2 separate regions of the Rattus norvegicus genome follow, and region 2 is linked to region 1. Evidence: chromatin contacts called from public Hi-C data. All regions are on one chromosome and are shown on one strand. Each heading gives the region's core, a stretch centred on a gene start, on an enhancer-like site or on the middle of the called end of the contact. The rest is flanking DNA. Distances are from core to core; before and after follow the strand shown.

The links. Hi-C and Micro-C count contacts between places; a contact is called where the count stands out from the background.
Region 2: a Hi-C map of Schwann cells shows a contact between it and region 1, with 4 times the contacts expected there. The contact joins the enhancer-like site here to the promoter of Plxna1 in region 1. A contact is called at or near these places in 8 of 12 Hi-C or Micro-C datasets (the A7r5 cell line, the Rat2 cell line, Schwann cells and 5 more).

The regions. Positions count from the first base shown.
Region 1 is chr4:123,338,577-123,341,914 of GRCr8, forward strand. Plxna1 (plexin A1) reads right to left here and starts at 1,556. Exons shown (of 32, transcript XM_002729398.6): 1 at 1,424-1,556.
Region 2 is chr4:123,440,280-123,443,617 of GRCr8, forward strand. All of the region lies in intron 5 of Chchd6 (coiled-coil-helix-coiled-coil-helix domain containing 6), which reads right to left. Among named protein-coding and RNA genes, the nearest start is that of Plxna1, 100 kb to the left of the region's middle. Within about 2 kb of position 1,767, at least 6 of the 93 cell types and tissues checked have an H3K27ac peak or open chromatin away from gene starts, as enhancers often do. A contact at or near this core is called in Schwann cells, where this site is marked.

The DNA.
Region 1 (3,338 bases), core at 306-2,805:
AAGGAGTTCCATGGGATGTGGCTTTGTCCACCATATCTTGTCTGGTCCCAAACCCAAAATCACATTCCTCAGCCAACACTGTACACACACCCCAAGCCTTCACCCATGCTGTCCTCTGTGCCTGAAGACACCTTTGGTGGGCTCCAAGCTGCCAACTCCCCACTGCCTGACAGCTTAGCCCTGAAGCAGATACCCTGCTTTGCACCTCTGCCTAGGGCACTGGCTTGAGTGCTTCCCAAACCCAGCAGACTCTTGGCCCGCTTAATAATGCAGCACCACATCCTCCTGCTCACCCCAACAAGCAAGGGACCTGGGAAACTGGGGGTGCTCCGGGAGGGCTGGAGAAGCACAAGATAGCACCACCCTGCCGAGACGGAAGACCCGCAGCACCTGCTGGAAGAGGTAGGCAGCACCAGGAGACAGAGACAGGGGTAGGAGCCTGGCAGAGGGGCAGAGGGGCAGAGGGGCAGAGGCTCAGCTCCTTCCCATCCCCCCCAACACACCCCTTTCTTTCAAGGGGCGTGGCCCCAGCACCCCACAGATGAGACTGAGACAGCTCCAAGCACCTAGTAGCCTCTCAGAAGCCCTCTCATATCCTTCCAGGGTTGCATCTGGGGTCTCTGCAGGCAGAGGGGCCTCCCTGGAGGCTACACTCGCCCTTCCCCACAGCAGCCAGAGTCAGCCCAACACCGCCGTCGTCCTCGCCACACACCAGGCCTGGGACCGTCCAGGAAGCAAGGGGGAAAACCTCCAGGGAAGGAATGACCCGTGGAGGCCCTGCGCAGGGGGAGGCCGAGGAGGCCAGAGCCGGCGTCCTCTCCGGTGGCACCGCACCGCCCCTTGCAGCCGGGTGGAGGGCCTGCGGGCCTGGGCTGGCTGTGGCGCCCACTCGCACGCCGGAGCCGGAGGGGGCGGGGGTCCCCACGAAGCCTTGCAACTTCCACCCCATTGCCCCAGGCCGGCCCGAGGCGCAGCCTGGGACCTGCCCCGAATCCCGCGGCCCTGCCCGGGCCTGCCCAGCGCGGCGTTCGCCTGCGGCCCACGTCCCCACCCGCGGCCCGGTCGGACCCGGCGCGACACAGGCCGACATGGGCACCCGCAGGGCCCTTCCCGCGGGGCCACTGCAAACTTTCTCTCCTGCCTGGAGGAAGGGGCCGCGACTGCGGCCACAGACATTGCGCCGCCCGGATCGCAGGGCCCCGGACGCGCTGCGACCCGCCGGGACGCGGCAGCCCATAGCGGAGACCGCGCCCGGACACACGCGGGCGCCCGGCCGGAACCGCAGGACACGCCAGCCGCGGACACGCGCGCCGCAGTCCCCGCGCACACCCCCCTGGCCACCGCCAGCGCCCCCAGACCACTCGGGACCCCGGGCCGCGACGAGCCTCCCGCCGCCCGCGGGGAAAGTTGCGCCCCGACTCACCCGCCAACCCCGGGCGCGTCCCGCCGCTGGCCATCGTTGCGCCCCGCCGCTCGCCCCTCTGCGGGGCCGCCCACGCCGCGCAGGCCGCCCAGGCCGAGGCCGCCGCGCCCGGGCTCCGCTCCGCTGCGTGGCTGCGTCGCCGCTGCCCAGCATGAATGGGGCGCTGAGCTCCGCGCGGCTGCGGACCGGCCTCGCTCTCGCCGCCCCGCGGAGCGCCGTGCCGCGCGCATGCGCCGGCCGAAGCCGGGGGCGGGGCCGGGGGGCGGGGCGGGACCTGCGATGGCCGGCAGGGGGCGCTCGGGCCCGCGGCGAGAGCGCGCTCGCCGGGCCCCACCGCTTGCCTTCAAAGGGCGATGGCCACATCAGCCTTAAAACTCTGGACTAGGGTAGGGGTGGGTGAGGTGGTCCGGGTGGTCCCAGGAGTCGGTGCACTCTACGACGAGCACAGACTGGAAATACAGCTTTCGTCCACGGAAGGGTAAACTGAGTCCAGAGGAAGCACTTGCCCTGGTCCTATTGCTCATCTCGGCCTGCGCACCGATCGCTTAGGTGCCGCGGGCCCCAGGCGGTGGTGCGTGCCAGGATGCCTAAGCTCAGGGGACGACTGTCCCGTCCCGTACTCGGTTCTGCAGCTGTGCGTGTTAGAACTACCCCAGAAAGATAAGAGACCTCGCCGGGCCGACCGCGGGCGCGGGGGTGGCCTGCAGAGCTGGGTGCGCCAGGTTTGGGTCGCCTAGAGAATCTTTCTAAATAAGGCCACCCAGTGCAAGGTATCCAGACCAAAGCATGCAGCTGCACGCAGAACACAACAGAGCAACCAGAAAAGGTGGTCGTGGGGGGGCGGGGGGCGAGCGCTGACTAGGCACAGCCTGTTGGGGACCCAGTGCAGCTCACCCGGTAAGGCCCATTGTCCCTACTCAATCCTCTCCCAGGCAGCCATCAAACTCTTTCCCTGTGCTCATCCTTGCCTGGCTTTTCTCTGGGTGTGACCGTTTATATTCTGTCTCCCTGAATGACATATTCTTTTGTGTAGCTTGTTTGGGGATGTTATAGAAATGGTATCCCACCATCCTCTCTGATAGGAATGCAGGGTTCTGTGGTTAGTCTTTGCTCTCACTGTGTGGCATGGACCGTTTTGGATAATCAACCCTCCCTTCTGCTACTGGACTGGGATTCCCCACTCTAGACCTTGGTAGTTAGGTCTCTAGCTTCAGCAGACGCTGCAAACTTGGTTTTCCCCAGTGAAACCCACCCCTCCGCATGGTGAAGAAATATCAGCAACAGTGGGAAAGGTTATGATTTGATTTTGCCAGGCTGAGAATAGGCGCTGGTTCTCTATGCTTCTGAATGGTGGTGAGACCCTTCTCCCACGGTTACATTTACCATCTGATTCCACAGGCACTACAAATATACTGAACGTACAAATCTCTGTTGTACTGTACAAATGGGGTAGACAGAGACTGCACAGGCCGTGTGTCCTGCCCACGCTCCCTAGAGCTTGCAACCTAGCCCAGAGGTGCCGTTCAAACCATGGGCTTCGCAGTTGCACACCTGGTACAGAGCTGATATGTCTCCTTCCAATAGTTGGCTATGCTGTCCAGTCCACAGCTTCACCTCCTCACAGATTTGGTAGTCCACTTGCAACACTTTGGAGAGGTAACAGTGTGAAAGCCACAGCACACTGGGGATGGGCCTATCCAGCTGTTCCCTGAGCTGCTTCTGCTCCTTGGCTCCAGTCTACTTTTGCCCACACCTGCCTTTGCCAACCTGTCTTCCAAAGTACAGCTAGGTAGGCACTCGAAGCTCTTCCTGTTTTGTGATCCACACACAGTGGATAGGTGTCCAGAACACATGAAAAACAGCAAATCAACACGAAGAAGGCTACCATCCCGTAGGACGGGATAGATGACCTCTA
Region 2 (3,338 bases), core at 517-3,016, 100 kb after region 1:
TGGTGCTCAGGCATTTCTAAACAATGTACTAATCCATTCCCACTCACAGCTTCTGAGAATACATAAATGTGAGGTGCTGTGATCAAAACAAGGCACCAGTGGAACAGGAGGCAGGCAACTGCTCTAGCTCCCAGTCTGGTACTGAGGTAAAAGACTTCTGGCTTCAAATTTTTTTCAGATGTCTCCTTTGCTCAGTGGGTAACACATGTTCTCACTTGCTCTGGAGGCAGTTCCTGTCCTTGGGGCTGATGTCCCCATTTGCCACTGTTTTAATTTCAGATCACTATGCTGTATCCCCACCACTCTGGCCTCTCTCAAGGCTTCTCTCTGGGAGTCCTTGTCACTTGTTTCATCTCTACAAAAGTGCCCTGCTCTGCATCTCGGTGGCATCTCTGGGCTGTGACACAGGATAGGCCTCCTGTACTCAGCAGAGGTGTCTAATGGACATGCCTGTGCAGCTGTTCTTGCAGCAGCAGCTTTCCCACCATGTGGCCTGAAATCTTCACTCCTAGAGAACCTGTGGCCATTTGTTGGCATGCCTGCCTCTGACTCGGGACTAGCTTCTGCCAGATCCCTCTCCAAAAGGTGACGGGAGGGCTCCTTTCTGATATACTGGTTTTCTACTCCTAACTACCAATATATTTTTTCAAAGGTTTGTTGGTTTGTTTATTATAAGCAAACTGTAGCTGTCTTCAGACACAGCAGAAGAGAGCATCAGATCTCACTTAAGATGGTTGTGAGCAACTATGTGGTTGCTGGAATTTGAACTCAGGAATTCTGAAAGAGCAGTCAGTGCTCTTCACCACTGAGCTATCTCTCCAGCCCAGGCCTTTCCTCCTCACATGCCTACCTCACCCCTATAAAGCCCAGTGTTAGCTTGTCTTCAGAGGGGAACTGACAAGGCTCCCTGGGTGTGGCTCACAAGTCCTGCTACACAGGCTTTCTTGGGTCTATGCTCTCTGCCCCCACGGCATCCGGCCTGCTTCCCACATTCTCTTCCAAGCTGATATAGAGAGGCAGCATGGTGTGGTAGAAGGAGCAGACTCCATCTATCAGCTGCACGGCTTCTGGCAGCTTGCTCAGCCTGTTTCTGAGTTCTTTCATTTGTAGAACACATGTAATATAATCTAGCTTGCAGGGCTGAAGCCAGGATCAGTGATAACTTATGAAAGGGGCCTGGCACATGGTGCAGGTTCACAAAATCAGACTGACTATTGTCTTGTGGGACCCACTCCTCTTGCTTAACACTTCTCACTGGTCATTCTGCCTCATACCCACATGTCTAGAATTAGGCTCATCACTGCCCCAAAAGCAGCAGCTCACATAACTTTCTTTCCCTAAATGGTACCATTATTCTCCAGGGCTTTCAAGCTCAAATCTCTCTCCAGCTTTCAGGCCGTGCAGACTTTAAAACTATCGAAGGCCACATTTTCAGTGAGGTCCCCCAAGATCAGATGCTAATATGTCTATTCAGCATATTACCATGGCCTGTGTGTGGAACACCTCTGCTGAGGAGGCTGGGCCTCCACCTTTTAGGCTGCCATGGCCATCTTGGTCATTCTCCAAACACTACTTCTACTAAACAGTCTTCTTGGCAAAGCTCTCTTCTTCCCCTCCAGAAACCCGAATGCATTTGTTTCCTGTTTATGTGCACATACTTCCCTCTCTTTACTCTGGAAAATATTTACTAAGCCCCTATTATATGCCCAGCACTGCATTCCTGGCCCTAATGATGAATCACCCTTTCTGAATGACACTAATCAGGACTGTGCTCAACAGCTTTTACAGAAAGAAGGGGGAAGCCATAGACACTAGCATGGATTAGTCAACATGGTATGTGTTGTGTGCGCTACAATCTGTGGGAGGGCCCCAGGTCCCAGGAGAAGGGACAAAGCAGCAGAAGGTATCAGGATTCCATGATTGTGGTCTGAGGTTTTCCTGAGCACATGGTTTCTTCTGGAGAATCTGCTGTACCACTAGGTATGTCCACACCTGGTTGTAACAGACCTGGACCTTAGTTTTTCTGAGGTGGCTTTGTCAATGTACTCCCACGGGATTGTCACTAGCAAATGAAAACATTATGAATACACTGATCGACACCCCAAGAAACAAGGATACCCGTGCCTAGGTCAGGTAGGCTTTGTGTGTTAGTAAGAAGGCTAATTAGGACTGTTTGAATCTGCTTACAGCCCTTCTTTATCAGAGGAAAAGGAGGAAGAAAGAGTTCACCGCTCAGGAACAGGGAAGCAGGATGTGTACAGATGTCTGTGCTGGGAACAAGTCAAAGTCCAGGAAGAATACAAACATTTCTAAGTTTTGTGTTTTCTCCAAAATTCAGTCTTGGAGGCTAGTTTACAGGCTTTTTCCTCCATGCAGCTGAAAAGTTTGGGAAAGTAAGATGAGGTTTTACAGAACTGGGAGGTCTTTGTGGCCCAGAAGTTAGAGCATGGGCATCAGTTCTCTCTATTCCAAAGGACTCCACAAGGTGGAGCCACACTTTGCTTATGCCTTACCACCTCCCCACCACACCAGACAACCTGTGGCCCTCCCCAAGCCTCACCACCTCCCCTTCACACCAGATGACCTGTGGCCTCATCACCTCTCTTCTACACCTGAGGCTTCCATGAAACAACAAACTTGAATCGATGTGAAATTAATGAATGGCTATGTACTTAAAATTAAAAAGAGGGACAGGGTGAAAACAACATTAAAGAGAACTTATTACTTATGTCAGTATGCATTCTGATATTTGCTTTGCACAAATAATCACTCACGATAAAATAATGGGCAGATTAGCACCTCACTTCAAGGATAAGAAAATTGAGATCAGAGGCTATAAATGCCATACTCAGCACAAAGTTGTTCCATTACCAAGGCAGAACTAGAGGATGTCTACAGGACCTTAAAGCATACTTGTCCCCTCTTTCAATTCAATGGGTGACCATGGTTAGTTACAGCCAATTGGGCTTTTGCCAGCAAAAGTGGTCAGGTCTGTGGGCTTCTCAGGCATTTCACAGGAGTCTCTGGCAGAAGCAAATGCACTGGTTGAAGAGACACAAGTCACCCTAGCTGATTCCAGGCACCGTGTGGGGATCCTGCCCCAGTTCTTTCATCTCCTAGAAGAATTCACAAAAATGACAGCTGAGTGCATTTCAGCTGGAGCGCAAGCAAGATGGTAAGAGGTCCTCTAAGCATGACTCTGAGGATGCTGAGGGTTTCACCTTCTTGGTGCATGTATCTAACACACAATAAAAATTCTCTTGGTGTATGAGAAATGCTAGTATGAACTAGTCCCAGCCCCCTGCACAATGCCTTGCTTGTGGGACTCCTGGTAGGCA